Linked DNA regions of Rattus norvegicus: region 2 is linked to region 1. The links are chromatin contacts, called in public Hi-C maps. All regions are on one chromosome and are shown on one strand. Each heading gives the region's core, a stretch centred on a gene start, on an enhancer-like site or on the middle of the called end of the contact. The rest is flanking DNA. Distances are from core to core; before and after follow the strand shown.

Region 1 (3,256 bases), core at 367-2,866:
TATAGTAGAAAGTGGGACAAGAGATACTTATCAGTCTTATCTTAGCCATAATAATTTTCTAGGGAAAAAATGTGCACGAAACAAGCTAATAACAGCTATACTCACCAAGGGAGAAAAACAAACTAAAACATGCACTCAAATGCAGAGATGCACAAAAAAACCAGTATTTATGACAAAAGTACAGACTCGTAATATTAAATCCAGTAAAATAGTGCCCACAGAAGGCCACTAACTCCAGTAGGAGAAATAATTGGTGGTTTGTTTCCATAAAAAGTATATTAAGTAATTCTCATGTTAAAATGCATATCAGAAGTTGAATCAAATAAAACTAATTTCAGTAATCAAAACTGGAACAGTTTTGGCATCAAACAGCCTAACCTTACCTCTAGGAAATTTGAAATTAAGAAAGTTAAGTGGGTTCCCTGGAATTCTCTGTCAAAATCCATTAGTAGCAATGAATCTTTTACTGAAGACTTATATTCACAGATGGTAACGGGCAGAACACAAATCCAGGTTGAGCTCTTAAATTGAGAACCTTTCCCATGAACACATTTTAAAAACTTACAAAATGAGCTACTGTTCTTATCCTAGACAACGGAGATTCTGGGATTACAGATCTGTATCAAGCAAGAGGATTTAGAGAGGGGCATGGGTTAGGTCTACCATCTGAACCATAAATATTCCACAAATAGTAGTTTGACTACATGGTGATTATAGGAGAATAGAGAGCTACCATAAATATTCAAAGGAAGCAGACTCTTGAAAAACTTCATCACTGAAGTATGGCTAACGGCAATTAGCAGATGAACAGCAGTGAACCTTCAATAGGAAAAGATGACTCTGTTCACTATCTAAATCTAAGTGAAACCCAATTAGAAGTTACCTAGTGGTTGATTTGATCTCGGGCTGATTTAGGGTTGAAGGAAAACAGAGAGAGAGAGAGAGAGGAAGGGAGGGAGGGAGGGAAGAGGGGGGTAGCTTTAGAAAGCAAAGAACAATTCTAGAGAGGAGGGTCTATTTGGTCTTTATTGATTTATTTGGAGTTTGTGACAGCAGGCTTCTAGAAGTCAACGGGAGTCTGGTCTCTATCCTACGGGGGTCCCAGGGGTTGAACTCAGATCTTCAAACTTTGTGGTCAATGCCGTTATCCACTGAGCTATGCCGGGGCCCGTGTTTTAGCTTTAAGGATTCAGTCTGCAATTGTTTTGTAAGGAAAGCAAGTTTCTAGAAAACACAGGGCTCCCTCATCTTTTTGAGACAGGCTCTCACTTTACAGCCGTGGCTGTCCTCGAACTCTCAGTTCACTTGCGCAACCTCCCCAACACTGGGATTACAGGCGCACCACCTTGACCAGCAGTGCCTCAGCTGACCCAGAGCCGCCTGGCTAAGCTCTTCGGCCACCTCAGGTTTCTGGGCCGGCCTTCCAGGAACCTGCAGCCTGCCCCCTGGCGCGCGGGCACCGATTGGCCAGGACAGAACCGGGCGTGACGTCAGGCCCCGCCCCGCCGTCCTTCGACCCGCCCCGCGGGGAGGGCTGGCAGTTTAGGGCAGCTGAAACCGGTTTGAGAGGTGACTGTGAGCTGGGCTCAGTGCTGCCACCGGTCACCTAAGGGAGCGCTGGCGAGGCGCAGACTCTCGGCTTAGTCGGCCGCGGCCCAGGCTCCCGGCGCGGCGCGGAACGGAGTGGCAGGTGAGGGGGGCCGGCGGTGCGGGCGGCGCTCACGCGGAGTGGCGGGCGGGCGAGCGGGCGGGCGGGCGGGCGGCCTGGTGTTCCGGAGTCGCAGTGCGGCTGGAGCCCGGGCTGCCACGCGGCCCCTCGGTCCTACTGAGCAGCGTGACCAGGACAGCCACGGAAATACCGGGTAGAGAATAGGGGAACAAAGAAAACGGAGGAGCTGGAGCCGAAACCCTCCTTGCCTCCCACCTCAGCCACCTCGCGCTGGCACTGGTGACTCGCGCCGTTTTGACAGCTGCTTATTTCCCCAAATTGCCTAAAAATTAGTGCCCATGAAAAGAAACTCCGGATGACAGTACAGTCGGATGGGGAGAACCCAGGGCTGCTGTGTAGCTCCTCGTTGGTGCCCTCGGTGACGTTTTAGGGCTGCGGTCCTCTTGGCATCGCCGGCTTAGAGACAGTAGCTGCCCCGTGCTACTTCATCTGTTGGGTCTTGCCAAAAGCGCGAGGTGGTGGGAGGAAACCGGGAGTTTGCCGGTTTCTAGGAATTCTCTGACTATGCAGGCAGCATGGTTGGGGCTAGTGTCCCCCACTCCCCCAACTCCTGTCCCCTGCGGCCCTGGGGCTCCTGCCCACTTTGCACTTTAAGCCGCTGCCTGTTACAGGTTTTTAACACAATAAGGAAAACTAAAACAAGCTGTCAACCCACCTCCACCCCCCAAATTGCTCAATGTTCTAGAAACAAACAGCACAAAATAAAACTGCTAAACTTCATGCAATGGCTTGTATACTGGGGATTGGGGGGATGGGAGGGTGGAAAATCAGTGTTGTAAACAGAATTTAAATCTGCAAAGAAAGATGCAGGAAATTTGGACCCAGAGAATTGGTAAACACAAAAGAAAACTGTATATTACTATTTGGTGTGTACAAAAAGTTGGTGGGTGAGTCAACTATTTGTATTTAATAAAAACGTACGATAAATACATATGAAAATAATGTCAACATGAAATGAACTGCATTTGGAAAAAAGCCCATTGCATGTCTAAAGCTGATGAAAATGTTAATTTGGTTTAAACAACACTCCTTTAGCCCTTGCTTAATGAAAAACCCATTCTTGTTTTCATGCTCGAGTAAAATATTGCCTAAAAGTATATAGAGATCTGAGAAATGGGGTCATAATGACCCCCCACCAAGATAAGCAGACATCAATGTGGCCACGTAACTATTTATTTATTTATTTATTTATTTTTGATTATAGGATAGTCTGAGGATCAAAGCTGCTAGAATCTAGGAGTGAGGAGAATTGGAAACGACTTTTTTTCCTTTGAAAAGTTTTAAAGGAAAACACAGATGTTCTTTTTAGCCAGAAATACATGCTTTAGCTAAAAATACCCTCCTTCAGTTCAGCTGTAAACTGAGTGTTCCTGTACCCTCGGTTACCTTAAATCTCCAGTATACTTCCTAAGCCGATAAACTAGTTAGGTCTGAAACTAGCTGCTAATGTTCAGCAAAAAAGGTATAAACTTTATTTTGCCAGGAGGAACTGTGAAAAGTTTTGATGTCAGTAAGTTACAGTGGCAT
Region 2 (3,528 bases), core at 258-2,757, 67 kb before region 1:
GTGAGTATCTGTGAATTTGAGGTCCTCTGCGTGACCCTTTCTCAAAACAAAAAGAAAAAGAAAAGAAATACACACACACACACACACACACACACACACACACACACACACACACACACACACTTTTCAATTTTAACATCTGGTGCTAATAAAATAGATAAAACATATGTAATATGTTTGAGAAAAATCCGGATCAGACTAAATTACATCTCTGTGCATACCAATGACAAACAAAACAGCAAAACAACAATTTTAAGGGCTGGAGAGATGGCTTAGCAGTTAAGAGTGGTGCCACTTGCTAACCCTCCAGAGGACCTGGGTTTAGTTCCTGGAATCCATGCAGTTGCTCACAACCATCTGTAACTCCAGGTCCACAGGATCTTATGCCTTCTTCTGACCTTCATGGGCACAAGGACATGTATGATGTACGTACATACATGTAGGTCAAACACTCATACAGTACAATAAAATAGACAAATGTCGTTAAGAAGGCAAACAGGTAAGGAAGCAGCCCTCCCTAACAGGATGCTATCACCCAAGACAGGATTATTGCATTTGCTTGTCTTGATTTCAATTTTTAAAATATAAATTATTTTTATTTTTATGGGTATGAGACTTGTTTGTGGGCCTGTATGTATACCATGAGTGTGCCTAGCATCTAAGGAAGCCAGAAGAGGGCATGGGATCCTCTGGAACTGGTTAGAGATGATTTTGACTCATCATGTGGGTTCTGGGAACTAAACCTAGGTCCTTTGAAGGAACTGAACCTGGGTCCTCTGAGGGAACTGAACCTGGGTCCTCTGAAGATCAGCCAAAACTCCTAACTGCTCAGCCATTTCTCCAGCTCCTAGATTCCACTTCTTCATTAAGTTCATATTCTATAGATTAAAATCCATGTCTTCTAGCCAATTAGATTATATACTAAATTTTCAGTCAGAAACGTGTACTATATAAGGGTTAGGTTTTGGTGACACAAGAAAGTCGTTCAGAAGCAGGCAACTGAGGAGAGCTGATACAGCACTACCTGCTCATTCCTGGAAGGTTCCACAGGGTAGAGGGCCAACAGTATCACTTTCTGTCCGTTCCCTCTCTGAGAAGGAGTTCTTATTCTGTACTGATCAAATTACTGAAGTGTTCTATTTTAGACTAACCTTAAACAACTTGGTAGATTGAAAAGAAAATAACTTTAAAAGCAGGGTCACGTGCAGCACAGGCACTATGTGGCCTGAGCTGGCCCTGTACCTATGAATTTCCTGTGTTCTGGGATAACATGGGCATCACGACATCTAGCTCCTTGTGTTTTCCTTGTTTTTACAGTTTCCGTGTGTAAATCCAAGGCCTCAAGCTAGGCAAATGCCTTTCTGTGAACCGTGCCCTTAGCCCAACTTGGATCCTAAGTAAGTAGCTGGTTTGCTTTTTGCAAGCCTGCACACTTATCTGTCCCACCAAGTGGCTGGACTATCAACAGGACTCTGTGTATAAGATGGGACAGCCATAAACCTATCTGTCCCTGGGTAAGGGGAAATGTCAGAGCCAGTACACAGTGAATCTCTGTACCCTTCACAAGCACAGTCAAGAACACTCGGCAGTTTGTTTTTCCTCATTTGGCAGTGGGTAGCTGCATGAAGGAGCAGAAGGCTCCCAGCTCAATCCCTTCTTAAACTTTTCCCACAAGCCTCTTTTTGCCTGAGAAGTTTTTACAGGACCCCAGGCATATAAGCATATAATAAAATAAATATATAAATCAAACATTTACAGATACAAATCTTAAAAAATATTTCAAAGCAATTCTTTGGGAATTGAATGGTCTTTTATCCCAGCACCTGGAAGTCTGAGACAAATGATTGTTACCATTTATTAAAGAATAGAGGGGCTGGGGATTTAGCTCAGTGGTAGAGCGCTTATCTAGGAAGCGCAAGGCCCTGGGTTCGGTCCCCAGCTCCGAAAAAAAGAACCAAAAAAAAAAAAAAAAAAAAGAATAGAGCAAATGTGCACAGAAAGGAGCTAGATGTTACATAAAGAGTGAAATTGTGGCAAATATTTGCTGCTACAAGACACAGGGTCTTCAATGTTTTTCAAAGTTGATCAATTCTTTGTTTTTATAATTCTGAACAGAGAGTACTTCAAATAAACACATAGAGAAAAATGGCAGAGGTATGTTTAGAACCCTTTCAGAGATTGTTGGAAATTCCTTTTAAAATTTTAGTTATTTTTAGTTTTTAGGACTCCTGGGAGATGGCTCAGGAGTTGAGAGCACTTGCTGCCATTCAGAGGACTTGAGTTCCAAACACCCATGTCAGGCAGTGACAACTGCCTATAACTACAGCTCTAGGAAGGCTCACATAGAGTTCTGGACTCCTGTGGTACCCACATACAGTGGCACATGTTCTCTCTCTCTCTCTCTCTCTCTCTCTCTCTCTCTCTCTCTCTCACACACACACACACACACACACACACACACATACACGAGAGAGAGAATCTTTAAAACAAAGCTTTTAAAAAATTATTTTAAATTTTATCATTAGTGTGTACATGTGTATGTGACACACATGTATATAGCATGTGCATAGCATGTTTGTGGAGGTCAGAGGGTTTATCCTCTCCTGTCAAATGGTCTCTGAGGATTGAGCTTAGGCCCTAAGGCTTACACAGCAAATGCTTTCATTGAGAACCATCTCACCAGCCTAGAAATTCTGTCCTAAAACCAAACTAAAATTCTTTTAGTGATCCTGTTTTTCCAGTTTTTTGAAGACAGGGTCTCACTAGTTAGCCCTCAACTGGACTTGAACTCATAAAGATCATACTGCCTCTGCCTACCACGTGCTGAAATTAAAGTCATGCGCCACCACGCCAGGTGTTGCTTTGTGAGTATTTTTTAATGACACTTGAGTCAGTAACTCAAACAGCAATTTTTAAAATCAAGCACTTGACCCAATATAATCCAAACGTATACTAGTTTAATGCTAAAGAATATCAGTAGGATATTAGGAATATTAGGTGTCTTTGCTTTCTGTAATTAAACCGCCGTGTTTCTATTAACAGTAAAAACCAAAACCACACAGTGGCCTGGAGTCTGAGCGGGCGTGTTTTGGGCGGTTCCGGTTGGCTATGCGTTGCAGGGTAGCGGAGCTCACACATTGTGTTCAGACCCAAGGTTAGGATAAAAACTGCATGGTGCGGTGTGGCATAAGCGAGCGCTGGCAGAAACGTCTTAGATTTATGATGCATTTGATTTTGAGTTAATTTTTAATTCTAGGGGCTCAGTTACCTTTTACTGCTTCCAGATTTTCTGTGACCCCATTCAGTGGCATAACCCGACATGGGGCGGTGAGCGACAGTTTAAGAAGCTGAGTTCTAGACAGCGCAAGGGCAGTTGCCCCCGCCCCGCCATCCATCCCTTTGGGGCTGATCTGATACCGTGCACTGCCTACAGTCTCCGAACATCACCTGCCACCCGTTTCTCTTTTACTAAGTTTTAGGAGCCCCAGAGAAACTACAGCCTGCAAGGAGGCCAGAAGGCCTTTTGTT

Evidence for each region. Hi-C and Micro-C count contacts between places; a contact is called where the count stands out from the background.
Region 2: a contact with region 1 is called in a Hi-C map of psoas muscle, with 8 times the contacts expected there. The contact joins the enhancer-like site here to the promoter of Gpcpd1 in region 1. A contact is called at or near these places in 2 of 12 Hi-C or Micro-C datasets (Schwann cells and psoas muscle).

What each region holds. Positions count from the first base shown.
Region 1 is chr3:140,283,705-140,286,960 of GRCr8, reverse strand. It overlaps Gpcpd1 (glycerophosphocholine phosphodiesterase 1), which reads left to right and starts at 1,616. Exons shown (of 20, transcript NM_198779.2): 1 at 1,616-1,690. The region is part of intron 4 of LOC120101670 (a long non-coding RNA gene); the gene reads right to left.
Region 2 is chr3:140,350,115-140,353,642 of GRCr8, reverse strand. The region is part of intron 3 of LOC102552951 (a long non-coding RNA gene); the gene reads right to left. Among named protein-coding and RNA genes, the nearest start is that of Shld1, 40 kb to the left of the region's middle. Within about 2 kb of position 1,507, at least 2 of the 93 cell types and tissues checked have an H3K27ac peak or open chromatin away from gene starts, as enhancers often do.